Linked DNA regions of Mus musculus: regions 2, 3, 4, 5 and 6 are each linked to region 1. Evidence: chromatin contacts called from public Hi-C, HiChIP or PLAC-seq and promoter capture Hi-C data. All regions are on one chromosome and are shown on one strand. The core of a region is the stretch at or near the end of the contact, and the rest is flanking DNA. Distances in the headings are between cores, read along the strand shown.

What was found. Promoter capture Hi-C pulls out the DNA fragments that hold promoters and counts their contacts. Hi-C and Micro-C count contacts between places; a contact is called where the count stands out from the background. HiChIP or PLAC-seq counts read pairs in DNA pulled down with a chosen protein or histone mark. Capture Hi-C pulls out chosen DNA fragments and counts their contacts.
Region 2: a contact with region 1 is called in a promoter capture Hi-C map of adipose tissue, with 3 times the contacts expected there. The contact joins the promoter of Zfp511 here to the promoter of Mob2 in region 1. A contact is called at or near these places in 2 of 9 other capture datasets (adipose tissue and liver).
Region 3: a contact with region 1 is called in a promoter capture Hi-C map of pre-B cells, with 6 times the contacts expected there. The contact joins the promoter of Fadd here to the promoter of Mob2 in region 1. A contact is called at or near these places in 2 of 39 promoter capture datasets (liver and pre-B cells) and 1 of 115 datasets of contacts at active chromatin or transcription factors (regulatory T cell precursor).
Region 4: a contact with region 1 is called in an H3K27ac HiChIP or PLAC-seq map of double positive thymocytes, with 5 times the contacts expected there. The contact joins the promoter of Spef1l here to the promoter of Mob2 in region 1. A contact is called at or near these places in 2 of 39 promoter capture datasets (liver and pre-B cells) and 2 of 115 datasets of contacts at active chromatin or transcription factors (double positive thymocytes and large pre-B cells).
Region 5: a promoter capture Hi-C map of liver shows a contact between it and region 1, with 2.7 times the contacts expected there. The contact joins the promoter of Lrrc27 here to the promoter of Mob2 in region 1. A contact is called at or near these places in 2 of 39 promoter capture datasets (liver and pre-B cells).
Region 6: a Hi-C map of B cells shows a contact between it and region 1, with 6 read pairs. The contact joins the promoter of LTO1 here to the promoter of Mob2 in region 1. A contact is called at or near these places in 2 of 39 promoter capture datasets (liver and pre-B cells), 2 of 484 Hi-C or Micro-C datasets (B cells and CD4 T cells), 1 of 115 datasets of contacts at active chromatin or transcription factors (double positive thymocytes) and 2 of 9 other capture datasets (adipose tissue and liver).

The regions. Positions count from the first base shown.
Region 1 is chr7:142,058,876-142,063,691 of GRCm38.p6, forward strand. Mob2 (MOB kinase activator 2) reads right to left here and starts at 2,159. Exons shown (of 5, transcript NM_028308.2): 1 at 2,110-2,159. The coding sequence starts at 2,126.
Region 2 is chr7:140,034,830-140,039,387 of GRCm38.p6, forward strand. Zfp511 (zinc finger protein 511) reads left to right here and starts at 1,562. Exons shown (of 6, transcript NM_027201.1): 1 at 1,562-1,777; 2 at 1,991-2,064; 3 at 2,391-2,592; 4 at 2,687-2,811; 5 at 4,497-4,558. The coding sequence starts at 1,625. It overlaps Tubgcp2 (tubulin, gamma complex associated protein 2), which reads right to left and starts at 1,845. Exons shown (of 18, transcript NM_001286007.1): 1 at 1,518-1,845.
Region 3 is chr7:144,580,320-144,584,834 of GRCm38.p6, forward strand. Fadd (Fas (TNFRSF6)-associated via death domain) reads right to left here and starts at 2,122. Exons shown (of 2, transcript NM_010175.6): 1 at 1,785-2,122; 2 at 1-541. The coding sequence starts at 2,070. The coding sequence ends at 210.
Region 4 is chr7:139,975,277-139,980,190 of GRCm38.p6, forward strand. It overlaps Spef1l (sperm flagellar 1 like), which reads right to left and starts at 3,479. Exons shown (of 7, transcript NM_001033465.3): 1 at 3,271-3,479; 2 at 2,758-2,869; 3 at 1,796-1,946; 4 at 1,199-1,397; 5 at 765-852; 6 at 586-682. The coding sequence starts at 3,406. Adam8 (a disintegrin and metallopeptidase domain 8) reads right to left here. Exons shown (of 24, transcript NM_001291066.2): 23 at 4,684-4,758; 24 at 3,656-4,251. The coding sequence ends at 4,201. It overlaps Gm16201 (a long non-coding RNA gene), which reads left to right. Exons shown (of 5, transcript XR_389973.3): 3 at 29-134; 4 at 1,215-1,332; 5 at 1,721-3,704.
Region 5 is chr7:139,211,179-139,215,918 of GRCm38.p6, forward strand. Lrrc27 (leucine rich repeat containing 27) reads left to right here and starts at 1,810. Exons shown (of 11, transcript NM_027164.1): 1 at 1,810-2,089; 2 at 3,497-3,781. The coding sequence starts at 3,545. It also overlaps a transcript of Stk32c not described here.
Region 6 is chr7:144,912,119-144,916,652 of GRCm38.p6, forward strand. LTO1 (ABCE maturation factor) reads left to right here and starts at 2,982. Exons shown (of 4, transcript NM_001357869.1): 1 at 2,982-3,211; 2 at 4,310-4,415. The coding sequence starts at 3,120. Bc1 (brain cytoplasmic RNA 1) reads left to right here and starts at 2,352. Exons shown (of 1, transcript NR_038088.1): 1 at 2,352-2,505.

The sequences.
Region 1 (4,816 bases), core at 909-3,408:
ACCCCAGAAAAGATTCAAGTGTTGCCTAAAGTATCCCATAACATGTTGGGGTTCTCTCTTCCAAATCCTGAGCAGCTTCCCCTGGGTGTTACCCTGCACGTGGTTGTCCATAACAGAACAAACACCCACTACACAAAAATTGTAACCCTTTCTAATAAAGAATGAAGGGAGCCTGACTATATATACTGCTTAACAAGCTCAAAGCTTCTCCAAGCAGAGGAAACCTACAGGACAAGAGGTGGCTAAGAGCCACACCTACAACATTCTCCAGAAAAGTCCCAGCAGGTTTACCATCAAGTCCCAACGTGCCAAATTCTGCTCTGGTTATCCAAAGCATGCTTCCCTGCAGGGCCTCCCTTCCTCCTGAGCAGCTGGAACACAAAAGATAAGGCTGTGAGATGCTCAAAGTCCCAGCGTGATCCTCACCCAACTAAGAGAAAGATGTAGCTTTCCACTTAAACTTCTGTAGACCTCCCTGTTGGCTCTAACAATTTCTGTAAGAGACCTCTACTCTTGCACCCATACTTGGGTTCACCCAACATGAAGTAATTAACAAAACCTTTACTTTAACATAAGCAAGCAAACAAACAAACCTTGAAACATTCCAAACCCCTCATTGATATCGGATGGTCTGAATTAAGAAAAAGACCAAGACCAAGACACAATAAAAGATGATACATTTGTCCTATTCTTCCAGACAGAAAAACTACTTAAATGGTTAATTACAGAGAGAGTTTCAGCCCTGAGCAAACAGTGGGTACTCTGAAGCAAAAAATGGCTTCACTCCCGACTACTTTGTCAGCTCTCACCAGGGATCAGAAGACAAAGTGGAGTAGATGGGGGGGGGGGGGCGCGGGGGGATGTCCTCTGAAGGCTCACTCTGCAACTTCCATTCTTCCTACTTTTATAGTAATACTATGAAAGAGGGACAGAGGAGTTTAACGACTGGCTTCTGGTCAGCCTCCAAGCAAAAAGCACCTGGATGGGTATGAGCCTGGAAAAATTACACATACAGCAGTGGTCAGCTTCCTCAGTCACCAAGCTGACAGATCTAGTTCACTTGCAGTGAAACCATACCTTGGCCAAGTTATAGTCAAGTGCTGGCCCTCTCCACAAGTGCACAAAGGAAGAATGGTCTGGAATAGGCTGGTTTCAAATATGTGTCCTATGCTTAAAACCCCTGGGCTTCAGAGACCTTGTTAAAGGCCAGGACATAACATCTGCCAAGCTTACCATATGCAAAACATGTGCTGGCCCTTACCTCAGTTAACCCTTCAGTAAACCTGTACTGCAGATTTCACAGCTTCCATCTGACAGACGATCCATTACAAAAAAGTCTAGAGAGGACCACATAGCTAGGAAGCAGATAGGAACCAGTGACAGGGCTTCCTCTTGAAGAAATAAGATGAGCCTCCGCCTAGTCCCCCGTGTCACCCACACTTAACGTCCTGAGTGGCACTATGTGGCTCCCGGCCTCCCTTAGTCTCTTGATTATCCCTGGGGCTGCTCACTTAGTCCGCTGTCTCCCTAGGTTGCAGCACTGGGAGGTCAAACAGCCTCAGACGTCCTGACAGTGCCACCACTACACTTTCCTCCGCCTTCCCCGCTTCTATCTCCAGAGTCCCGCGCAGCCCTCGTACTGCCGAAGCCGAAGGCCGGCTCTCTCTGTGGTCCAGCAGGATTATACGGACCCCACAGCAGGGCCGCGGACACCGCCACAGGGTCGAGAACCGAGCCGCCGGGAGAGCGCGCGCGGCTAGGAGCGCCCGCCTCTCACTCTCCTCAAAAGTAAATTGGAAGAAAGTCACTTGGGCGGAAGAACTTTCGCAGGCCCCGCGAAGACCGACGACCGACAGTGCCAGGTGCCCGACTCGCGGCCCGTCGATTCGCGGCGAGGGACCGCGGCCTCTCGGGACAGCGCCTCGGGGACCGGGCCTCTCTCCCGCCGGCCGGCCGGCCGGCCGCCTGCCCGGCCTCCCAGCACCCCGCAGCGGCTGGCCGTCCTTCCGTGCCCCGGCCCCTCCTGGAACCCGCTGCCCGCCGCCCTACGCTCCCTACGTTCGCCGCCGCCCCGCGCAGCGCCGCGCTACGCCGTCCTCCGCCACTCACCCCATGAGCCAGTCCATGGCTGCGCGGAGCCCGCGCCTCGCTCGGCCTCAGCCCCGCCGGCGGCCGGAAGTAAACACTCGATGGCTCCCGCCCGCTGCCGGACGTGACGCGCGCACGGCTTGCTGGGACGCGTAGTCCCAGCGGCCCCTGCGGCGATGTCCCGAGTACCTGTTCTGGAGTGTCAGGACCTTTCCCCATCGCCAACCTCGGGGCTTCGAGACCCAGGAGCATCCTGTATCTGAAGACCATCCAGAGTTTCTGGATCACCAGAGTGAGAATAACTTCAGAGGGCCCCAGAAACCCAGACGCCCGGAACTCCAGAGTGCCTCGGACTCGCAAACTGCCTGTCATTGCGCAGTGCCCTGGATCCTGGAGTATCACACCCCCGGTGTCTCTAGAGTGACCCCGGTGTTGCACACCTCTAGTGTTAGGACACTATAGAGTGCCTTGACCCCAGGAGTGAACCTTACCACCAGCGTGCCTGAATCTGTGGAATGCACAGACCCGTGGGAGTCTGAAGTTCCTGGGACCTGAGTATCCCTGACCCCAGTATCCCAGACCTGGGAGTATCCAGACCCCCCAGGCTGGAACATCGGAGTTCCTCTGCTCTGCAGGATGTGTTCCTTTCCTCTGCAGTGCCTCACCCCTTGCTGCTTACATCCCTCCTGATGTCCATCTTCCCACTGTTATCATCTTTTGCCCACACCTAGTGCCTCTGCCAGAACTGTTCTGACCACACTTGCCTCTTCTGTGTCCCTTAGCTTTGCTGGCCGTTCATTTGCATCCCAGCTGCCCGCCCCAGTGGACATGATTGTCCCCTTCAATCCCCATCTGTTCCCTTCCTCTATGTGCTGTACCCTCTGGCTCCTGGGTGAGCCTCTATTATCCAGGATACTTCTCTCCAGCGAGTAAGTCTCTTCATGATCCAGGGTATCTCTCCTATTGTCCGCTCTTTCCAGAGCCTGACCAGTACTAGGAACTCATTGAATACTTTTTGAAAGGCTGACTCTCTATTCTCTACACTGGAGAGATGCTTGCAGGAGCACACAGTTGAGCAGAAGGATCACAACAACCTAACTCACTAGTGTCTTCAATAGAGTGTCATGAATATCAGGCACCAGACAGATAACACCTTCAGGCCAACTGCCTGCTGTAATACAGCTGTCATATACTTGAAATGGGATTCACCTTCCCCAAAGAACCATTCCAGGATGCTGGGAAATGTCCAGTCCATTCCTTCTTTATAGCATGAACAGTCAGGCACTGGGAGTGGGTGGGGTTGCAGTTTTATCAGCAAAAAATACCTGAGATGAAACTGAAATAATAATGAAAGATCTGGAGAGGGAAAAGTCCCAAGTCAAGACCATATCAGGAGGAGAAAAATCAGGCCTGTGTTCTCCTCTGTTTCTATTCCTATGGATGCCCAGTCATACTGGATGACTTCCCCACACCATAATCACTTTGCTTTAGCCAGACGTCAGCTGATTACCTTGCAGTGTGGCCTTGTCCACTGCTTCCGAGGAGCATCAGTCATTGGTGAGCTAGTCTGCTTTTGACTGCCACCATCTGCCATCAGCTGCTGCACTAGATTGGGTGTCATGAGTTGTGCTAGTCTCTTCCAGTTTCTAATGTGGGACAGTTGAACGAGCTGTTTAATGGCCTGTGCCTCTATCTCTTTTCTTATATGTATTTAAAAAAAAAAGGTGTGTGTGAGTGTGTATGTGGGTATGAATGTAGGTGTGTATATGTACCATGTATGTTTGCTGCCTGCAGAAGCCAGAAGAGATCATCAAATTCCTGGAGCTAAAGTTACAAGTATTTGTGAACTACTCGGTGTGAGTCCTGGGACTTGAACTCCAGTCTTGTAGAAGAGCAGCAAGCACTGTTAAACTCTGGGCTTCTCTCCAGCCCTCGATTTCCCTTTCCTCTTCCTTTCTTTTCTTTCTTTTTTGCTTTTGTTTTTTGAGACAGTGTTTCCCTGTGTAATGGCTCTGGCTGTCCTGGAACTTGCTTTGTAGACTAGGTTGACCTTGAACTCAGAGAGATCTGCCTCTCTCTGCCTCCTGAGTGTTGGGGTTAAAGGCATGCACTGACATTCGTGACCTATTTCCTTTTCATTGTAATGAGAATAATAATTTGGTCATGTGTTGCCTCATGATGCACATATATTCTGAGAACTTCCTAGTTATGCCGTTTTGTCACACAAATGTTCTAAAGTCAACAAGCACAGACCTAGATGTTATGGCCTTTTGCACATAGGCTACATGGTGTAGGTTGTTATTCCTGAGTTACAAATCTGTATAGTGTGTTACTGCACTGTAGGTAACCACAACACTGGGTTCTGGGTATCTAAACAGATCATCTGTACCAGTACTACCACAAACAGAAGTGATGGATTACTTAAGATGTTGTAACATCAGTAGGAGTTTTCAGCTCCATTAAACTCTTATGGGACCACCATCATATATGGATTTCACCTGTTACTACAACATAGATCACATAAACATCTTATAAATGTCTACAAAATAGGGCATAAGTGATCCTTCATGAAATCACTGTGTAGGTGGAAAATAGGGGAGAGTGAGGTGTGACTGAACATACTGGGACTGTGGTCCACTGGCTGGTATAGCTTGCCTGGTTTCAACCATAGCCTTCATTCCATGGATGATACTGCACTGAAGGCCAACCCAAATGCCTAGTTCAAAGG
Region 2 (4,558 bases), core at 312-2,811, 2.0 Mb before region 1:
TAAAGGGTCGAAGCATTAGGAAGGTTGAGAACCACTACAGGCTCCTAGATAATAAAACCAGCCTGTGCCGGTTGGCTTTTGTACACTTGACACAAACCTAGACATATCTGAGAAGATGGAATCTCCATTGAGAAACTGTTTCTATCAGATTTAGCCTGTAATCAATACCTATGGGGCATCTCTTTGATTGATGACTAATGGGGGAAGGCCTGGATCACTGTGTGTGGGGGTGCCACCCCCTGAGCAAGAAAGCAGGCTGGCCTGGGTGTGTGTGAGTGTGTGTGTGTGTGAGACATTCACCTTTAATCCCCAGCACTTAGGAAGCACAGACAGTCACAGATCTCCTAGTTCAAGACCAGTCTGGTCTCAGAACAAGCCAGGACTACACAGTAAAAAACAAACAAAAGCCCCCAAACAAAACACCTAACCAAGCCGGGCAGTGGTGGCGCATGCCTTTAATCCCAGCACTTGGGAGGCAGAGGCAGGTGGATTTCTGAGTTTGAGGTCAGCCTGGTCTAACAAAGTGAGTTGTCCAGGACAGCCAGGATACACAAAGAAACCCTGTCTCGAAAACAAAAAACAAAAAACAAAACAAAACACCTAACCAAGACATGGCCTGTCAAAAACATTTTATCATTTGCAAAATGTCAAGAATCCAAATACTTTTACAGAGACAAAAGTGAGAGAGATGATATCACGCCTGGTCATAAGCAGCTGTCTAAAGACATAGAAACGCTCATTTCCAGGGCTTAATTACAGAAAGGCTTTCCTTCCTTCATCCCTCCCTCCTTCTCTTCTTCGCCCCCCCGCCCGTGCCTCTCCCTGCTCCCCAGGTCCCTCTCCTTAGGGGGAAGGTTTTACTATAAATAAGAGAGAAAACATCCAGAGACATTTGGAAGAATCCAGAACAGAGAGAAAGAGAAACAGACCGAGCAAGGCCTGGGCTGAGAGAGAGGGAGAATAATCCCAAAAGGCTTTCATTTGTATCTATTAAACAGTAGCGTCCCTTCTTTCTTGACACTTATATTCATACTGGGGGAGGGTGACCTACTTTGGTAGAGGAGCAAAGTTAAAGCCCCTCAAAGTGTCAGCCGCACGTTTCGATCGTCTTTTTGTTTAGGTTAGGGTTTCTTTCCACACCTGTCTCTACTGCAGCAGGCCCTGATCCCTTCACCCCTGAACCCCGAGCACCAGCAGCAGATGCAGAAAACCCGCAGGCCAGCACCGCAGTCACCGCGGGGCTGTCAAGAGAGGAGTCACACTAACCACGAACTTCCCAAGGCCACTGCCTCCAATTGGACTCCTGGAGAGGACTGAAAGAGCCAGAGAGGCAGTCGCACCGTGGAGCGAGACAAGCCCGGGCTGGCGGACGGAACCGCCGGCGGCAGAGGCCCAAGAGAATCAGGCTCTTCCCCGCTGCAGGCCAGCCTGGCTCCGGTACCCGATCCCGCGCCCGGCTCCAGCCCCGCCCTTCTCCGACCAGTTCCCGCCACAACACAGACCCAGCCCTGACTCACCTCCGCGCGTCGCGTCCCGCCCCGCAGGGTCGCCACAGGAAGTTAGTAGACGTCACGTCCGTCACCACCCCTCCGACGGTGGCCGAAGGGCCGCGGCGGCCGTGGTGATGTTGCTTCCCCCTGCACTATATTCCCGCCTGGCCGGGGAGCCGGGGGCAGCCGAACCGCTGCCCGTGGAGAGGAACCCTGCGGCTGGGGAGGCACCCTTCCGATTCGCGCCGCGTGCCGTGCGCTTCCCGCGGGATCACGAATTCTTCGAGGTGCGTGACAACCCGGGCGGAAGATGTCCTGAGCCCCACAGGGAGGGGCCTAGAAGCAAGACTGTCGCTGTGGGCGGGGCTTGTGGGGACCGGACCTGTGGACCGGATCAAGGGGCTGGACACAGCTCTATGGGTTGGGGCGTGGCTCCGAGCTGTAGGGCGTGGCTTCGATGCCGGAGTCCACCCACAGCTCTTGACGCGTGTCTTCTGTAGGATGGGGATGTGCAGCGGCACCTGTACTTGCAGGACATGCTCACGCAAGTGTCCGAGACGCCGGAAAAATCCATGTGAGCACCTTGGCTTCGAGGCCTTACTCGGCTTGCTAGCGCTATCCTGATTCCTCCTCTCTCGTCCGCTTACACCCTGGGACTCCGACCCCTCCCAGTTGACACCCGAGTAGCATCCACTTAGCACCACCCTGCCCTAACAGGAGCATGGCTTGGCTGGACTTCCCTCCCCTAGTCTGTTAGTAAGGTTTGGGGTGGCACAAGAAGCGCTCTTCTTGTTTCAGGCTCAGCTGGAATATGGGTAAGAAGTTCCGCCGGAATTCCTGCCTTGGGATAGTTGGGGGAAGGGGGAAACATTCTTCCAAGAGACACACCTCCTTTCCCAGGGTGCCTGAGTTCACCTGTCAGGTGGCTGGCTGTTGCCAAGTGTTTGCCGCCATAGAAGACTACCAGCACCACTACCACATGATGCATGGAAACACCTGCTCCTTCTGCAACCGTGCCTTCCCCTCTGGGCATTTGCTGGATGTCCACATCCTGGAATGGCACGACTCTCTGTTTCAGATCCTGGCCCAGAGGCAAGACATGGTGGGTGCTGACTGCACTGGGTGCATCTGCAGTGGTGACTGGGATTAGGGCTTAGGGCAGGGTGAGAGTAGAGGTGACACTTTATTCTTTGTAGTACCAGTGCTTGGTTGAAAGCTGCCCAGAGAAGTTCAAGACCAGCCAAGACCGGAAGGATCACATGGTGAGGCTACACCTGTACCCTGCGGATTTCCGATTTGATAAGCCCAAGACGAACAGAGGGTACGTGAGGGACCCAGTTGTGACTGTCCCCAGTCTTAAGCCTGGGAACAGACACTGTAATCAAATCTTAGTGAGGACACTAACAGAGCAGAGGGTGAGGTGCTAGCAAGTGCTTGTGCTGGTGTGGTGTCTTCCATGGCCCTCTGATGCTACCAGCAGGGCACTGGGGACTGTCCCAAGTGTGTGTGCTTTTCCCATGGAATCCCCTGTGTGCTCTTCACACTTCTCCCATGGAACCCCCTAGGGTTTCTCTCTCTCTCTCTCTCTCTCTCTCTCTCTCTCTCTGCTTACTTTTATAAACTTGCCAACAAAGCTGTCTGTTAGCATGACTGTTTAGACTGCCCTAAGGAGAATAATTCCTGGAATAACTTTTAGAATAATGCTTCTTTGCTTCCTTTAAAAAGTGACTCCTTTCCATGAACTCCCATGATCCTTTGGTAGTGCATTGATGAGGTGACAGCTCATTCTGTGAAGTGCATAAGTTTGCGGTTCAATCCCTAGCACCTACCTTAAAAATCCAAGTATGGCGTGCACCATACAATGCTAGCACCATGAAAGTGAAGACAGAGAGTTCTGGAGTTAGGCCAGCCAGCTTAGCCTCATCTGTGAGCTCTGAGTCCCAGTGAGAGACCTCGTCTCATCCAGGTAGATGGCTCCTAGGAAATGGCACCTGAGGTTGTCTTTGGTCCTCAACATATAAACGTACACCACACACATGAGTATATACACCTAAGCACACACACAAAGACAAACAAATAAAATGTGTCTGAATTGGAGTCTGTTTTCAATCATGCAGAGCCCCATTGCACGGTGGAGTGCTTCAGGAGATCTGAGTCTTCAATACTTGTCGATTTCTACAGAGCTGGATTAGCTCATTGGAAGTAGTGGCAAGAATCTATGTTATCTAGTTGATTTTAGTAAATCTCTCCCTCGTGGAAAGACATTTGGGGGCTGGGCTATAACTCAGTAGTAGAGTTTGGTTCCCAATATCCCCCTCAGATGGGTTATAACTGCTTGTCATTTCAATTGGATCCCTCCAAGGGATCCGCCTTTTTCTTCTAGGTATCCACATACGTGGCACCCAGAAGCGCACACACACATACACATAAATACCAAAATTTTAAAAACCTTAAAGAAAAATCCTAGTGGGGGCTGAGTGTAGTGGCGTGTGCCTTTAATCCCAGGACTTGGAAAGCAGAGGTAGGCAAATCTCAGTTTAGAGGCCAGCCTGGTCTGTGTACCACGTTCCTCTCCTTTTGGCTGGGGGAGGGGGAGTTTGGGGTAGGGGAGGTATCTCTCTGTGAATATGTGTAGCCCTGGCTCACCTGGAACTCACTCTGTAGACCTGGCCAGCCTGTAGAACTCCAGAGATCACCTGTCTCTTCCTCCCTGGTGCTGGGATTAAAGGCGAGTGCTACTGCCCCCGGCCGCAGCTGTCTTCTCAGAGGAGGAATGAGGGTCGTTATACTTAAATTGATAGGTTATCAGACTTAGTTATAGAAACACAACCATTTCCAGAAGTATTCATCTCTTTCCACTAGCCTGAACATTTCATTTTAACAGTAGATGGTGACAAAATAGTAAAAAACCCAACATTTTTGCAGGGGAAAAAGATAGTGTCTTCCTTGAAAGTTTCGTACCAGGGAGCCAGGTGGAGGTGTTGCTCACTGCTCTGTTCTCTGTAGCCCAGCCATGCCAGCTGCAGCAGACGCAGCAACCAGAGCCCCAACAGATGACAGTGACGCCA
Region 3 (4,515 bases), core at 872-3,371, 2.5 Mb after region 1:
AGTGGTGGAGAACACGACGGGGAACCTTCATGTGTTCCGAAAGCCCAGGGAGCAGAGGTTCCGTAGATACAGATATACTCCAGGAGCTGGTGGGAGGGGACCCGCCCTGGATCAGCAAGGTCTTTTTGGCACTGGGCACAAAAGGCACTTGGTGCTACATCATGGTGTGATCAAGTCCACAGTGACTCCTGAGAGGAGCTGTAGGCTTGTCAGGGTGTTTCTGAGGAAGACACAGTTGAATCCCTTAGTACTGGGGACATATTCTCACTCTTGCTCACAGATTCCTGGGCTTCTTCCACCAGGTCAGCCACCAGATTCAGCCTGCAGGTCCGCAGCGCCTTAACCAGTCCGGCCACCGAGGCGTTCTTCTTCTCAGCATTCTTCCAGACTTTCAGACTCTCCCTTACCCGCTCACTCAGACTTCGGGGGTACTTCTCCTCAATCCCATCCATCTTGGCCTCAGACACCTTCAGCTCGCGGGCCAGTCTTTTCCAGTCTCTCCCCACATTGTCACACACAATGTCAAATGCCACCTGCAGATCTAGGAGGGAAAAGAGCAGTGTGACTTGACTGAGGAGCTGGGGCAAGTCTCCCTACCGGCCACCAAGCATGGGCCTGAGCACTTCGAAGACAACATCACTTCAAAGCCACTCAGGTCCTGTGCTGACACTAAGTAGCACAGGAGCTACTTCAAGATACCCAAAGTGGCCTGATCTGCCCAGCCACATTCTCAGCCTGGGCCACAGCGAGCTATGGCTTAGAAGACTGTCAACTGAGGACTGGAGTGTCAGAGGGAAAAAGCAGGGCTGCCCTAACACCCCGCTCAATAGTGGGTTGGCCAAAGTCCCCAAAGCTACATCTTACACTGTGACCTTTGCTGGTTTGACCAGACACCACAAAAGATCTGTCTCTGTGCTACTCTGGAGCCCCTGCTTAGACACAGGCAAGGTGTAATCTCTGTAGGGAGCCCTGGGCAGTGGCTGAAGACCCTTTACTGGATTCCTGTAACAATAACAAACATTGGAATGCCTTGGAGATGTGAATACACAATCCATTTTCGTGTGGATCTTGCACACACCGGCAGTGGGAAGCTTTACTCCACAGGCCCTCCAGCTGCTTTGATGTTCTGTGTCACTGTAGACAAAGAGCAACGGTGACAACCAACCAGGAACTAAATAAACCTTTGCCCCTTTAAATGGCTTCTCGAGTATTTGTCACAAGTGATCAAGTGTCTAATATATGCTTAATCTGTATCTACATCCCAAGGCCAGCCTGGTGTTGCTCAGCTGTGGCTGCTATCCACTGTGCGTTATGGGGAGGCATAGCGCCTCCTCTCTACGCAAAACAGAAGTAACTGCCGATAACCAGACACTGCACTCTGGACCAGAGAGCACAGCCGCCGCGCAATCTTTCCTTGGCCAGGAAGGGCAGTCTTGGACACAGGCACTCCCACTACGGAAATGGTGCCGAGCAGCCGGCACACGTGACCTCTGCCCACTCTTCAACGCTACCCTCACTGGGGTTAAGATGCCTTAGTCACATTCACTTCTTAGCTGAGTTTTCCAACGAAGCACTGCAGGTCTGAGGCGAGTTAATACTGGGGTTGGGCAAGTGGCACGAACCCTTGGGTTCAACCTTGGCACTGCCAGTAAGAAACAAGACCTCCCAGCTTCCGGCTCAAGCGGTTGAAAAAAGTGGGCGTGCCCTAGAGTCCATCCCAGTCGGAGCCAGTGGAGGGTGCACTGAGGCCAGGCCTCCCCGCCCATTCCCCGCCCCCTGCCCACCTGCCTCCCCCGGGGGCGCAGCGGTCGCCGTCCCCGCCTCGAAGTCGTCCAGGCGCTGCAGTAGATCGTGTCGGCGCAGCGAGGCCAGCAACTCGCGCAGCAGCCCGGTGTGCCCGCGCTCCAGGTCGTTCTGCTCCAGCAGCACCGTGAACAGGTCCAGGCCACTCTGCACGCGCTCCAGCTTTCGTTTGCTCACGCGCTCGCGGCACAAGAACTTGAGCTCCATCAGATCGTTGCCCGACAGGCTGCCGGACAGCGAGTGCAGCAGCACCAGGAATGGGTCCATGGCAGTGGTACGCCGGGCTGCCCCTCAGCGATCCCACATAGGAAATCACCTTAGGCTTTCCCGCCCAGCGTCTCGCGGGATGTCCAAATCAGACGCATGCGCTTCGGATGTGGCTGTAACCGCTTCCGCCCGGGCTGGCATCCGCTGTTGTAGTAGCTTTGACAGCTGAGCTGCGTTGACTTCAGCTTACGCGCGCGTTTCTCACCCCGAGGCAGAACAGATCTTGTTCACCAGAAGTGTAACGTGGATCCTCTTGGGGCTCTGAGGAGCTGCGCAGCCCTACTGTGTGGGGGGGGGCTGGAAGAGCAGCTGCAGATGCCTACGGCTGCCAGATCATGTTCTATCACCGGAAAGAAGGAAAGAGAGAGAGAGAGAGAGAGAGAGAGAGAGAGAGAGAGAGAGAGAGAGAGAGAGATGGATGGAGTTACTTATGGGCTGGAGAGACAGTTCAGGGGTTAAGAGCACTGGCAATTCTTACAGAGGACCTTCACGAATTCAATTCCCAGCACTCACATGATGGCTTACAACCATCTGTAATTCCAGTTCCAGGGGCTTTGACATCCTCTTCTGGCAAGCACACTTGTGGTATGCTGACAAAATACTCGTACATATAAAAACCATTAAATATTCCTTGGTATATGTATGAGCATTTGTAGGTGGTTTAGTGCTCCTACAGGTCTTCAAGTGCCCACGGAGGACAGGAAAGGGCATGGATACCCCTAGGACTAGAGTTCCGTTTGGATGTGAACTCTTGTGTGGATCCAGGTTCTCCGTGAGAGCAACACAGTGCTCTTAACCGCCAATCCATTCCCCCAGGCCAATAATATGTATATTAAAATGAGTAGAAGAGAGGATTTGGAATATTGTCATCAGAAAAAGTTGATGTGTGCCGGAGGTTGTAGAGACACTAACTGCCCTGCTTTGAGCTTTCGTTAACAATACACTGATTCCACAGCCACACCCAAGTACTGCTCATGAGTTAAAAAGTGCCTGTTGCCCAAGCTTGAGGACCCATGCTCAGATCCTGGTGTCCACATAAAAAGACGAACAAGGAGGTGCCCATCTGAAACCCCAACTTTGGCAGAGACAGATGGATTCCTGGTGCTCAGTGGCCAGGCACTCTAGCTGAATGGCTGAGCTCCAGGTTAGTGGGGCGCAGTTATGCACAGCATACCCAGCAGGGTTGACTTATATTTTTTTAGATTGACTTATAATTCACCCATTTAAAGTTCAGTGCTTTGGTTGATTTTTGAGACAGGGTCTCACGCTGTAGCCCAGACAGACAGCTGAGGCTGTATAGAATGACAAATGGGGCTGGAAAGGTGGCTCGAGGTTAAGAGCGTTTGTTACTCTTCCAGAGGATCTGGGTCTGGTTGCAAACAACTATGCAGGACTGCTTACAACTGTCTGTAACTACAGACAGGGGAATCAGGGGCCCTCTGCTGGTCTCTGCTGGGCACTACAGTCTCTCTCTCTCTCTCTCTCTCTCTCTCTCTCTCTCTCTCTCTCTCTCTCTCACACACACACACACACACACACACACACACACACACACACACACGAACACATTTTTACTAGGTTGGGGGAGGGCTCTTTAGGGGAGCAGACCAACAGAAGTGAATTTACTGGACTGGCTTACTTGAGGGGGCTGAGTGTATGTATCCTGTAAATGCAGAGGAGATTCAATCCCAGAAGCTGGAAACCTCAATAGTCAGAATCCAATCTTGAAAGTCTGGGGGTTCCCTGGAGAGCCTATAGTTGTTGAGTCTATAGTTTTTCCTCTATGGTAGTTTCTTTTGAGACAAGATCTCATGTAGTTCAGGCTGCTCCAGAACTACTCCCCTTCACACCATGTAGCTCAGGATGACCCTTAAGCTTCTGATCCCCCTGCCTCCACCTCCCAGGTGTGCACCACCAGGTCCAGTTTATTTTTGTTCTGGATGTCAATCTCTTGTTAGATGTGTGTTCTGTAAACACCTCCACATCATGTGCACTACTTTTCCAGTCTGTTCATAAGATCCTGCAATTTAAAAGTTCATAATTTTGATAAAATCAGGTGCATGTATTTTTCTTTCCATTGTGCTAATAAAGGGGAAAAAGCCTCTCTGGTGGCGGTGACCAGAACACGCCTCTCAAGAATGGCCTCCACCATCCTTGTCCAGAAGAGAAGAGGACATACAGAAGCAGGGTGCTACAGAGCCAGGTTCCCACCTCACAGCTGTGAAATGCCCAGAGCATATGCAATTCCTAGTCATGCCACCATACTCCACGTTGGCTGCTCCTACAGCAGGGAGAACAAGGTTTCCAGAAAGAAGTTCTTCATGAGGGAGGAGCACTGAAAGTCCCTGAACCAAGATGAGCCGGAGGCCATCCCAACAGACACCAAAAGGAAGGAAGAGAGCCAGCTGTGGCGGTTCACGCCTTTAATCCTAGCATTCAGGAGGC
Region 4 (4,914 bases), core at 2,229-4,728, 2.1 Mb before region 1:
AGCCATCATCTCTCTATCTGCTTTCCAGGCATTTACCCAGCCCATGCTTCCTGAGATGGGCCCCGGTCCGCCCTGCCCTCTTGCACTCCTGAGCAGCACTTGGGTCTGGGATGGACAGATCACTGAGGCAGGTGGTGAGTATCCGCCACATTGTTTCTGCCTCTGAGAAGGACTGAAATGATCCACAGACTGTTTCTTTTCCTTTTTTTTTTTTTTTCTTCTCTTCTTCAAAGTTTCAAGACAGGGTTTCTCTCGGTAGCCTTGACTGTCCTGGAATTCACTCTGAACGCTAGACTGGACTCAGATTCACAGACATCCATCTGCCTCTGCCTCCCGAGTGCTGGGATTAAAGCCTGATGAATCACCATTGCTAGGCCACTGACTAATTTCTAAAGAATCTAAAGAATGTCTAAAGAATGTTGACTCTCTCTGGTCAGGGCCCTGCACTCCCTATACTGCCCTCACTGGGCCAGTGCTGGCTCTTCAGAAACTCAGCCAAGGAGTGTGAAGCTGGGGCAGTGGGTCCCTCTGCATCCTTGCAGCTCAGAATCTCCGGGAAGCAAGGGATGCCCAGTAGGACCATACCTTGACCGTCTCCTGCAGAATGGCTAGTGCTTGCTCCTTATCCTCCAGCTGCTGCTGGATGCTGACCAGGTGATCCCAGAGCCCTTCAATTGAGTCCCTGAAAGGTAAACACTGACCTTTAGTCCAGGCTAGGGAGCAGAAGGAGGTGGGCGGGGAGAATTTGAGAGATAAAGGTCCACCCTCTGCAAGCACAGCAGCCCATTTTCTCCAAATCCCTTTGATTCTGAAGGATCTTCGTGCTGGAGGGGGCTGGAGGGCTCTGTAGGCCTGTATGACAAATAGACACCATCAGCTCAGGACCTTGCTTCTGATAGGCACCCACTAGTGACAGGACGGACATATGGACGAGGGAGGGGACATGATCCATAGCCGGTAAAGCAGACTCAGAAGTTATCATGGAAGGACTTGGTCCTATCCTGCCTTCAGGGACCTTTGCATAGCTCTGGAAACCTCAGGAATGGTGCTCCTGTTTGAATAATGGCTTCCCTGCATAGCTCACAGGCTGCCCCTTGAATGGTTGCTCTCTGGGTATTGATGGAGCCAGGACCCTAAGTATTATGCCTTCCTCAGGAGCCCACTAGCCTCTCTGGGCCCAGGATGCGCCTGAGCATACCTGCCTTCTTTTGAAGGTTTGGGAGTTCAACATCATGGACCCAGCTTTCGGGAACAGAGTGGTGCTCTCCACCGGAGTCCCAGAGGGGTTCTGACAAGCTGCTGTTATCCACATCAGGATCTTGCATCTTAGAGGTATGTGGGTTGGGGGTAAGATCCCGCCAGGGTCGGACAGCATCCACAGCAGAGTGTCTTGGATCCTGCAAAGTACAAAAGTTGGGGAGTGAAGTGTAGCTGGGCTGAATTTGTTTGGTCATTACAAACTCTGGGTGGGGTTAGTATGGAAACTGGAGAAGAGCGGGAAGCACTTGGGTTGGTTGTACTTGGAGCAACTCTTAAGTGTTTTCACTGCCCCAGGGTAGGTGGATTTGGCTGGAAAGGAAATTCGGGAGCCCCCCCCCCCTTCCAGAAGATCAGCAGGAAAGTCAGGAATGAGTCTAAGTGAGGCCTGTTGCCTCATGTATGGACTTCATTTCTTTTTGGACCACAGGGACATTCATTTCTCTGTTTTATTCTCACACAGACGGATTGTCTGACTGAGTGCAAAGGGCAGAAGGCACAGCAGACTTGCATGCTGAATTGATGTGCAGACACTTACAGCTGTACCAGCTGAGCCTACATGAACAGTCCTGGCCTCCATCTTCTCCCTCAGTGCACATAGAATAGACTCGATAACTCCAGGCCTGTTGGATACCACCCTTTGGATATCATTATCTGAGATACACAAGTGCAGCTTGCGAAAGACTTTCCTGCAAAGAAGGTAGGAGCACATTCTCAAAGCAGTACCATCAAGGACTGGGAGTTGAGCCCTCCCTGAAGTTCTATGCTCCCTGCAATGCCTTCCAGCCACTGGGCAGCATCTTGCTTTCTCAGAGAGCCCCTTTGTGCCCTGCACTTGAGTGGCGCATGGCTATCTCATTCTTGGCCTTTGGAGCTATGTCTCAGGAGATCGCAGAACATGGGGTGCTCTATCAGGCCATGTTCTCTGCATTCATTCTCATCTCTCTACTGGCTTGCCCTCGGTAAATCCTGTTGAGACAGCTCAACAGTACCTGGAAACCTGCAGCTGGGCCCTCTCAGCATGATCATCTCCCTTGAGGTCTCTTTTCATCTCTTCCCTCTCAAACATAAGCCCATGAGATTAGACCCAGGCCTGAGCCCAGCAATGTTTCTATTCCAATCTGAGCCAGTCTTTTGGGGGTGCCCACACAGGTTCTCCACCTTGCTCTGCTCAGACACTTCCCGAGGGCCCTCTGTGATTGGACTACATCAGACATATCTGCCCGACTCTGTCCTTGAGATCACTTATTATACACAGGCAGAGTCTTGTCTGAGGACATTTGGGGAGGTGAAGTAAAACTCTACTGATCCGTAAGGGAGCAGGCTAGCTGATAGGCTGCCCTAGCACCCCCAGGAGTGGTACTAGGGGTACTAGTGCCCTAGTACCCCTGGTTGTGGTACTCTTCTATAGGCAAGGACCCACAGTTAGGCAGTCAGAGACCCATGGCTGGAGAGAGCATCCCGGGGTCAACCTAGGTGGGCTGAGCTCCCAGGCCTTGCCTGTTGAGAAGGCTCCAGTTGCTCAGCTTCTGGTCTGTACTGCAGGCTGGGACGTAGCTGTGCAAGTCCACCAGCCGAGGGCGGAAGTGCTTCACAATCTCGGCCACCAGCACTGTGGGAATGCGAGGGGAACTTGGCTTGCCTGGTCAAGACCCTGGGTTGCAACTGTAATCCCTGACCACATGAGATGCATGGAATGGAGTGGGAAGGACACGAGCTTTTCCTGGGGAGCCCATAATTGTCCCCGAGTCTGGCACGGCACCTAGACTCCAGGTCAGACCAAGTGGTAGGATGGCCTGGGAAGCTAATACAGCGTGAGAGCCCAGGGGGAGCTGGAAGAGCCACAGGAGGCCCTGTTTGCTACTACCTTTCCTAAGGAGCACGAGTCTGGACTCAAGAACCGCTCCGTTCCCCCAACACCCACACCCGTACTAGGGGGCTGGAGGCAAGGGTGGCCCTCAGCTTTGAGTCCTCTTCATCATCCGCCCCATAGCGCCTCGCCCTCACTCGCACCACCATCACTGAAGTCCCGAGCCAAGTGGCGCTTGGGGCGGCTGAGTGGGAGCCGGTCCAGCCAGGCGCAGAGGTTATGAATATCCCCAGGCGTTGGCAGGAACGAAGCTGAGCTCGGCTTGGAAGCACTGAGCATGGCAGAGAAGTGGGTGTGCAGCAGAGAAACACAGCGGAAGAAACCTGGCGGGTTTGGACCGTTGCTGGGAGACGCGGCACAGCCGGAAGGGGCGGGGCCCTAACCGCGCTGGTCCCTCCCTCGATCCCAGGAAGGATTGGTCCTCCTGCACGCCCAGAGATCGGGCTGAATCAAGGTGGATGGTTAAAAAACGAAGGGAGATGGTAGGTGAAATTGTTTGATCTGGTGTAATAAAAACAAACTGCCATGTAGAATGTGATCTATAATCTATTGATAAAATAGAATCTTTATTAGTGAATAGTGTTTAGTCATAATTTCAACAACTAATCTGTTTCAATCCGGAGATGACGGCAACTTCTTGTCCCAACACCCCAAGAACGACGTCTTTTCCTTTCCTAAGTCTCATACACGAGTGGGATGTAGATACAGGAACTGTGCCTTGGAGAGAGGTCACTGTGTGAGGGCCAGTGCAGAAGTTGCTGGGAGGGGACTCCTGGCATTCTGTCCACCCAGAGACAGACAGACTTGATCACGCCCACTGCAGGGTACACCGCCCCTGCCTAGCAACTAGCATACGCAGATGTATGGTCTAAGCTGGCCAAGGCCAGTGAGAGGCCACTGGTTCATGAGGGCATCTGGACAGCAAGAGCCACAGAAAGATTATTCCTGAGGTAGGAACAGCGTGTGCAGGTCCAGCCTGGGTGGTGGTTGTGGTGTTGCTGAAGGAACACATTTATAGGAGCAGTGGTATCTCCAAACGTCCACAAACGATGGCCCTGGGGTGCCCTAGCTGGTCACCTCTTCTGGATGGGGACCTTCAGAGCAACCTTTGGCTCACCAGCTCCCTGCCAAGAAAAAAAGGAAATCGATATTAAAGAGGACCTGATAAGAGAGAGGTCCAGCTGAAAATACCCATTGCCAGTTCTTTAAATTTAGACTTCCACTTCCCCTAACAACAGAATGGGCCCGACCTCACAAGATGACTGTACTAGCATTTCATATATACTGTAGACTAGCCATATGAAAAGGAAAATTCCATAGCCCCCGAAAGCCGCAAGCACTGGAAAGTTCTGGCAAATTATAAAGCAGACATCAAGCCTGTTATTGAGGATTTTTTTTTCTTTCTTTTTTTTTTTTTTCAAATGTCACTAAAACTTACCAGCTAAGAAAATGAAAACAGCCACTCACCCTCCGAAACAGTGCCACAGTCAGCAGGAGGGTTCCTGCAAGATGGACTCCCCCTTCCCCTTCCCCTTCCCCTTCCCTCTGAGGCTCACCTGAGTTGCTCCAGGCACCGTCCCTCCAGTCCCGGGCTTGACTGGTGGTGTCGGGGGTGCAAAGGTTGGCTTGACCTGGGAGGAACCAGACACAGCTGACTGAGAGCATCTCCTAAGTAGGCCAAGTACGGCCCTTAGCTTCATCCTGAGGCTGTCCTGCTCAGCTCCAGCCTAGCCTGGAAGGCTTCTGTCTGCACGCAGCTCAGTAGGAAACATCTGCATGGCCTCACC
Region 5 (4,740 bases), core at 560-3,059, 2.8 Mb before region 1:
AATTGTTGTCAACAAGGAACTCCGTACCAGTTAAATAGTCATTCAAGAATTAGATGAAAACAAAGAGGCTACATTCATAAGCTTAAGGAGAATAGCCCAGAAACACTTGCCAAGAGAACTACTCAACAGAGGCGGTTTAGCTGGGTAATAAAGTGAGCACAAAAAAAGGCAAGATGAGTTCCTACATATAATTAACTACCAGATACAAAAACCAATTTTATGGGCTTCTAAAGGAAATCAAAACTCAAGACAACCGTAGGATGAAGCAGTGGGCTGAGATGCTGCTAGGCTGGAGTACCCAGTGGCTCCCCGAGGTGCCTATGGACACCAGTTCCCAGCACATGACCATTACACCAAGCATCTCATTTTGCCAATCAAATGTGTATAAATTAATGTCTAATTTTGGATATAATTCTATTTTCCTAGTAGCAGGAAAGGTGGAGCATGTGTACTTGTGTGCGTGTGCATGTGTGTGTGTACATATCTGCACACATATGTGGGTGGGTATATGTACATATGTAGAGGTTGAATGTCAACTATGGGTGTTGTTCCTAAGGAGCTGTTAACTTGTTTGTTTTGTTTTTTGACACAGGGTCTCACTGGCTTAGAGCTCCACAGTGGTTGAGGCTGGTTGGCCGGTGAGCCCTCAGAATCCGCTTGCCTGTCTCCAAGAACAGGAATTATAGGCATACACTGCTGCACCTGAACTTTTTAAATGGATTCTGGTGATCCCATGAGTACGTGGCAAGCATTCCACTGAGAGCCACCAGAAAGGGGCCTCTCTGATGGCCTGTGTGGCCAGGCAGGAATGCCCTGCCTGCTCTGTATCCTAACGCTCCTCACAGCACCTCTTGACCCCAAGCTTTAGCAACCTGTAACCAATGGAACACTCGGGGGGATTCCAGCTGCCAGCCGCCATCTCTGCAGTGTTGAAGGGACATCAGGAGACATTTGATCAGAGGGCTACTGGGCTCCCACAACTCTTGAGTTTCCTAGGTTTTCTTGTTTTCTTGTTTGGGGATATTTTCTTACAACTTACTCCCATCTCACTTTCAGTCCTAAAGAATATATTAGTAAATGAATTGAAAATTCTATTCTATTATTTAAATTTATTATTGCATTCATATAGGGGATACCACAGGACAACTCTGTGGAATTGGTTCTCCCCTACCTAGGTTCTAAGCATTAACTCATCTTGCTGGCCTGAGTAAACAAAATTTGCTGTTGTTTTGGATCTAGACTTCCACTTTGGTCCCATCTTATACTTTCAGTTCCATCCTGCTTTGCTACTTCAAAAATGTTTAGCAAGATTATATCACTGAGCACGTTAGCTAAGGGCATAATTCAATGTCCAGGCCAGTTCATTTCCGATAGTTTCCCTTAGAATTGATGACGTGTCATGTTGCTCTGTGTGTGACACATTACTCACTAAAAACGGTGGAAATTGCTAAGATCTCAACTTCTGGCCCCCAGAAAGGAGTGACCCATATCACTTCATTGGTCAGGATCCTCTAGAATCCGCAGCGGGCCTTCTATCCCCACCAGATCTGATACTAAGGCAGTTTACCACGTTCCCGTAATTTCTCTTTTCGGGAGGGATCCTTTTTCTCTAAAGGTTTAGGGTCTATGGACTTGGTTGACCTGCCTCCCAGAATACCCTGCTCTGCAGGTTTCTAAATGGAAAAGGACAGCCTCCAAGTTTCCACACTAGGAGAGTCTGTGCAGATCCAGGCCCCAGGACAAAAGGGCCAGCAAACCCGGCACCAGCCTGGGAAGCCGAGAGCGCAGCACTGCGGCAGCTGCTTCTGCGCAGGCGCGGAGGGCAGCGGTCAGTTCCAGAGGCCTGAGGCCCGAGGGTCCATGGCCCTGGAAGACGGTCTGGTCAGCAGAAGCATCACTCGACCTCCTTCGGGTCCCCAAGCCCTCCCCGAATCCACCAGCCCATCCTCTCGAAGTTTCTTTCTGGCCTTGTCGCCCACCTCCAGCATAAGAGGCGGTAAGCGCACGCGCACCGAAGCTATCCCAAGCCAGACCTGCGACTTGATGCCTTCCGGCCTCCGTACCGCAGCAGCGTCTCCATGGCGACCTGGTAAACCGCGCAGCTCGCTGGTTTGTTAGGTGGTGCCTGAGCCTCTCGGAGGCGGGGCAGCCGACGTGTCAGGGCGGAGTCGCAGGTGGGCGGGGAAGAGCAACGGGGCTGGAGGGTGGGATAGCTGTTACGTCAGTCACCGCTAGCCGGCTGCACTGGATGGGACCCGGCCACCAGGTTGTGGGGCGGGGTCACAGTCTGGCGGGCGGGAGTAGACGCTGGGTTGGGTTGAGGAGACCGCCACAGACTCACAGAGCAGTGAGTCTGGTCTGCTGGGGGTCCTGTGAACGTCAGCCTTTGATGGCGCGGTGGTGGGAGAGAACTATGACTAGATCCCCTACCCTTTTACAGTGGCCGCACCTGGGAAGATGGGATTGAGGTCCAAAAGTCGAGTTCCCCTACCAGCCCAGTCTGGAAACAGCATCACTAGTCCCCTGCCTCCCTCTTGTCCACACATTTTCCTTACAATGTAATTTGATGGAGGCAGAATCTTTCCTCCTAATTCCAAGGTGTAGAAAAAAAATACAATAAGCCGTAGACTATGCAAAGGCTTGGAGACCTTAGGGAGACCCATTACCCAGCTTGGGGGGGGGGGTGGCATATCTCCTGCCAACGCAGACCTAGGTTCCCCATGAATTGTACACCTTTAAGACCAGCTCCTTAACTGAAAAGTCACCCGCTCCTTAAAGGAGAGTGAAACTAGGAAAGTGTGCCAGCATTTGGCAGATCTTTCAGCCATCCTCTTTGCTTGGATGGTTTTGCAAGTAATACCCTGGCTAAGCAACAGGATTATTGAACTAAGATGCAAGATTGTCATTGCCCAGGTTTTTCCCTAGTGCCCACCTAGATACCTCTTTGGTCTGGTCTGGGCCAGTGTGGGAGGCAGGGGTTGGCTTCCTGACTTCAGAGTCTTGGATACAAGAAGCAGAGGAATTTCCAGGGTGGAAATAGGAAACTGTCTTATCTCTTCCCATCTTACAGGTGTTTTGCAAACTTGAAAAGTCCCCCGGTGTTTTCATCCTGGATGCTTGTTTCCACTGGTATCTTCCAGTTAGACTGTAGTCAGGTGGCTGTTTGCTTGTCATCTAAGCACTTTGGAGGTGCATACAGGAAGATCAGGAGTTAGAAGTTCACCACAGTGAGTTGGAGGCCAGCCCAGACTACTTGAGCCCCCCTTCTCGAATCATAATTGTCATTCTCTTCTTCAAACTTTGTGGTACAGCGTGAGGAGCAAAGAATATAACCAGTACCTCCTTATGTCCCAGCATTTACAAGTTTAAAGCTAAATTCATAGTACTGTTGCTTTTTCAGCAACTCGAGTCCATCCCCCCTCCCCCCACCCCCCCACCCCCGTGTGACTTCTGGTTGCTAAGACACACACACCACCCCCACCCCCCTTGTTTCCAGGTGACTCCATACCAAGAAGGATGAGCAGTGGCCACTGGAGCGCATCACATGGAGGACACCAGCCCCCAAGCAGTGGCCGAGAAGGCTGCTAAAGACCCCAAGGCTGCTAAAGATCTCAAGGATGATGCTGCTGCCGCCACCAAGAGCTTCCCCGATCACTTTTCCAGAGAGGGTGATGATCAAATGGACTTTGAAGGGGTCATCTTTTCTTCCTCACCAGTTTTAGACCTGAGTCAAAGAGGCCTGCGCCATTTGGGAAAGTTCTTTAAAATTCCCAACCTCCAAGTAAGTCCAGATGCTGGGAGGGTTAGGATGCACGCGTGCCTGCAGCCAGCAGCAGAATCAGCTCTGGCCCTTTGTTCCTCTTGTTCAGAGAGGTGAATTCTAGAAGGAGCAAGAGGGTTCACTGGCGTTTCACTGGCTGATCACAACAAAGAGCAATTGAGATGCGGTGCCAGGCAACAGAGAGAGCTAGGTATCGGGATGGGGCAGCTCTTTGCCAACCATGGGTTGTGTTTCTTCATGAGAAAGTCGGGTGGAGATCAGTGCCCAGACACCCTGGGTCTCTGATTTAAAATACATGTTCTTCTGAACTCCCCGGGCACTCTGAAAACACTTGAAAATTTTCTCTCATTCTCGTGATGTTACACACAGCTTTCCTTTGTGTCAGACCGGCCTTCAGGGAACTCCCTAGTAAAGTTGCCTTGCCCCTGTGCTTTCTGGAGCAAGCAGTGTTGATGATGGCAGACAGGATAGAGGATGCCCCGGCATTGTTGGCACTGCCCTGGTGTCACAGAATGTCCTTGCATTCAGCTTCATCTGGAACTTAGAAAGAGTACTGTGGTATATGGTAAGATGACAGAGTAAAATGCATAAAGACCTTGTCAGAAACTTACATCACAGCACTGAGGTAACTCTGCCCACATCTGCTCTCAAGGCATGAGAGGAGCAAGCACTTTGGCCCTCTTTTTGTATATGAGGTCCTGCTGTGTGACCCAAAGCAGCCTCAGATTCAGCAGTCCTTGTGGCCTTGCCTGGCTGGGTATCATCACCTCCCAGGGGGAGTGCATGGTTAGTTACAGGGCCTACCTCCTTCAGCTGCTGCCATTCACATGTCACTAAGAAGTGAAGCTCTCCTTTCTCAGGAGTCCAATCAAGACGACTGTGTTATATGCAATGCCCATTGCCTTTATTCAGACAGGAAGGAGGAAATTCCAAAGTCTTTCAGGTCTAACCCAGCCTCA
Region 6 (4,534 bases), core at 1,732-4,231, 2.9 Mb after region 1:
CAGCCTGGTCTACAGATCAAGTTCCAGGACAGCCAGGACTACACAGAGAAACCCTGTCTTGAACCCACCCTCCAAATTTTACATTGTAGACACAGGCTTTATCTGTAAGTGGTCCTCCCTTCTTTCTCCTCAACAATAACTATTTTTTTATTGCAAAAGCTACATTTTATTTTATTTCAGCTAATAACTTTTATCCTCAGGATTGTATTTTAAACACATAATAAGTGAATTGTCCTGGGAGCATGTTGAAAGCATAAGGCTGGGTATATTTTTCAAGGGGGATATAAATTGATGGGGAAAAACCAGGGTGGAAACATAACAGTATTAACAAAAAGAAAGAAGTGATCAGAGGGCTGAAGAAATACATTATTCTGCATGCTTTTTTCCCCCATTCTCTGTATTACAAGTGTTTTGTGACTTTATTTAGTCAGGAAAAAAAAGTAAAAATGTAAAAGACATTTAGGAATAGCACAGGACAGACCTCATTTCACCTTTAAAATATACATGTCTTTGGGGGGGGGGTTAACATCCAGAAGTAACTGATGTGCATTGTATAAACATGGGAAGAAGTCCAAAGGTCATGGGATTGCTGAATCCTGAGGTGGCCACGGTCAGCATTTGTCATCTTTCTAGTGTGAACTTAAGTGAGTCTCCTAGTGCCTGACAGCTTTGCTCTCCGTGGCTGTCACCAGATCCAGCTAGGTTTTACAAGTCTCACCACAGTGCTCATTATAGGGTGTCAAATCTCCACAGTTCTCTGACTACTTCCCACAGACAAAAATCAAACAAAATTAAACTACCAGGTCAAAGCGGACAGACTTTCAAATGACCTTCTTATCCTTTTGAACCATCTGACCAAAAGTCAGCTCAAATTCATACATTGGTGAACAATGAAAGTTCCCTTTAATTCCACCAAACAGAGGGCTCAGGGCCTTTAACCATCTCAGAAGGCAGATGCTACTTCTGGCTGCTCTTTCCGTGGACTCCGTCTGTTCCTCCTGGGACTCTACCCAATTTAAAGGCCAGACACCTGCTGCTCAGTTCTGTGCCATACAAAAGGCCCATTAGCTTGCTATTTTCTCCTGTTAGGATGAATTCATTCATTCATTCATCTATTTCTTTTTTTTTTTGTTTTTTTGTTTTTTTGTTTTTTTTCGAGACAGGGTTTCTCTGTGTAGCCCTGGCTGTCCTGGAACTCACTTTGTAGACCAGGCTGGCCTCGAACTCAGAAATCCGCCTGCCTCTGCCTCCCAAGTGCTGGGATTAAAGGCGTACGCCACAACGCCCGGCTCATTCATCTATTTCTAAACAATTATATTTTATGTTTTGAGATATGGTCTCACTCTTCAGCCCAGACCAGTCTGGAATGCACTCTGTAGCCCAGGTTGGCCTCAGATTCATGGCAGTTCTTTTCCCTCAGCTTCCCACATGGGGCTTACAAGTGGGGGCCACTGTCCCTGCTTCCAGGATGAATCTGTTTTGTACCCACATCTTTTTTTTTCTTTTCATTTTTTGAGACAGGTTTTCTCTGTGTAGCCCTGGCTGTCCTGGAACTTACTCTGTAGACCAGGCTGGCCTCGAACTCAGAAATCTGCCTGCCTCTGCCTCCGAAGTGCTGGGATTAAAAGAAGACCTTTGCCACCGCACCTGGCCTCCTTTTTCTTTTTGTGGTTAACTTTTTACTTGGTGTAGACTCTTCTGATGAGCAGTGTGAGCAGCGTGAGCAGAGTGTGAGGGACTCACTTTATTTTCCTGAGAAACCATACTTGCCTGTCATGGCGAGTGCTCACTGCTCTATCCTTCCTGAAGTTTGTGATTTTATTTTTATCACGGAAGTTTTACTCCTAGGAGACATTCTAGGCTGTTCTCCAGGCTTATCTCTTCTTCAGTCAACATGCCATCATGTTCATCACCAGACTCAAACTTCTCTCTTCTGTCTGACACAGTAGTTCTCATTTTCAAAAAGCATTTTGTTATAGTTAAGGATTCATTTGCACAGATGAAATTCAGTTCAAGTGGCGTGTTTACTTATTCAGCCCTCCATCAATTACAGTGTTGTATCTCTGGTCTCTTTTATACAGGAGCTGATTAACTTGTTAGCAATTGTTGCCTAAGGAACTTACTGTACTGTGGAATACTCTTTAAAACTATACTTTGGAAGGTATCTCTGATGGAAATGATGAGAAAACTAACTTCAATTTCTGCTGTTTGAAGAGTGGGTGCCTGTGAGATTGGAGCGCTTGGACAAAGTGGCTCCTCCTGCCGGCCAGCCCTTCGGAACCACCTGATACTTGACTGTGTATGAAATACTTCAGTTTTGCTTTAAATACTGGCAGCAAGTGCTAGCGTTCGGGGTTGGGGATTTAGCTCAGTGGTAGAGCGCTTGCCTAGCAAGCGCAAGGCCCTGGGTTCGGTCCTCAGCTCTGGAAAAAAAAAAAAAAAAAAAAAAAGACAAAATAACAAAAAGACCAAAAAAAAACAAGGTAACTGGCACACACAACCTTTTTCATTTTCAAAGACCCCCCCCCAAGGGCATTTTCATGTCTGGGGGCAATATTTATTATCTGCCCTTTAGGATATCGCAGTATCAAATCGTTTCCAGCCCTCAGGGAGGGTCCGGTGCAGTGTACAGATGCGGTGATTGACAGTCCGGTGACAGCAGAGGATGCCGGATACTCCTCCCTCCTTGAAGCCTGCCCCTTGGGCCCTTCCTCCATTTCCTGGGAACGCCCCTGTGCCAGATCTTTGGTAACTTTTCTCATTTCTTTAAGACCCACGTTTGTGAATTCGGTCCCATCTGTTTGGATTTTGAAAATAAAAGCAGGGTTCGTCTGGACACCGCGAGCGACCCAGACGACGTGCCCCAAGCGACCTGACCCGCCCCACCCACCACGGAGCGAGCGGTACCAAGGAGGAGGAGCAAGGCTTCCCTCGGGCTAGCCCCGCCCATGTAGCATCTACCCATGCGCAGTGGGATGGGCTTTTTTTTTTTTTTTGGCTTCTTTAGCTTGCCGTCCTTACCCGCCCTGCTCCGCGCGGCATACACGGAAGTGTCTTCTTCATTCTGACAATCCGGGCGTTTGTGATCGCGTCTCGCCAGTTGGCGATTACTACACAGAATGAAAGGAATGCGAGGGCCGGGGGAGAGCCGAGACACCGCCATGGCCGTGGAGCAGGACATATTTGACGCCGTCGTGATGGCGGATGAGAGGTGGGCAGAGAGACCCGGCTCCGCCCCGCCCCGGCAGCTGCTGGGCAGTCCTCGGGGATACCCGCCTTCGCCATCTGCGAGCTGCCACTTTTTCTTGTCCTTTAATTGCCGCACATACGGCGGTATTCATGGGTCTGCTGATGGATATGTCGGGCAGGCCCCTTTGGATCCTGAAAAGTCCCCAGGGAACGCCTGGGCGGGACGGTGGCCCAGGTCATCTTGGCCTCTCCAGGCTGGCTGCTCATTGTGGGTTGGGTACCTCCCCGGGTGACTGCTCAGGCTCGGTTTAGGGAGTCGGGTCCTGGCAGATGCCCACGCCCCCAAATGGGGAGCTGTTCACTGCCTCACATGGGGGCTTCCAGAACATTCCTTCAACAGCGCCGGCAGCAATTTATTGCCAGTTTGAGGGTTGAACTCTTAGACACAATAATACCCACCTACCCAGAGCATCCCAGTGGTGGCATACTGTCTTGATCTTGGGGACATTTTCTGTACCTCTACAGAGGTGTGAGGAGTCCTGGGTGCTTGGAGTGTTTTAGAAACAAACAGGTTGAGTTATGATGGCATGTAGGCTCAGATGCACCTACCCTCACACCTACATTTTCAAAAGTAGATTCCTAGTGTGTTCCGAGCTTGCTTGAGTTTGTATCTTTACATTTTCCTTGTGGGTTCTGGTGCTCGGCTGGGTTTGGTAGTCATCTGTGTAGCCTACCTACAGTTACAGATGATAACCTGGCTTTCTAGGGGTTGGGGCTGTAGTTCAGTTAGTAGAGTGTTTGCCACAGAATGTAGCCCATATGTATCAGGGCTCCTCTTGGAGATGGTGGCACACACCTGTAATCTCAGCATTCAAGAGCTAGAGGCAGGGCTGCTTGAATTGGAGGCCAGCCTTGGCTGCACAGTGAGATACTGCCTCAAAAATGGGACTAATGGGCACAGTAATGGGCCAGGGTGTAGAAGAGCTAGACCTAGAAGCTGTATTCTGTGACTTGAGTTTTAAGCTTTTCCTACTACCCAGACTGCTGGGTCCAGTGGGATCTGGATAATACAAGGCAGGAAGAGGTATCTTGCCTGATGATGTGTGTTTCTTTATCACAGATTCCATGGGGAGGGATATCAGGAAGGCTATGAAGAAGGCAGTAGCTTGGGGATCGTTGAAGGAAAGCGGTATGGCATGGTACATGGAGCCAAGATTGGGTCTGAGGTAAGTGAGAGGGCTGCCTAGAAGTGACTTCATAGATGAGTGTGGTGGTCCTTACCTGTCATCCCAACAGTCAGGGAACTCTAGGCAAGCCTCAGCTAGATAGTGAGATCCTGTCTCCA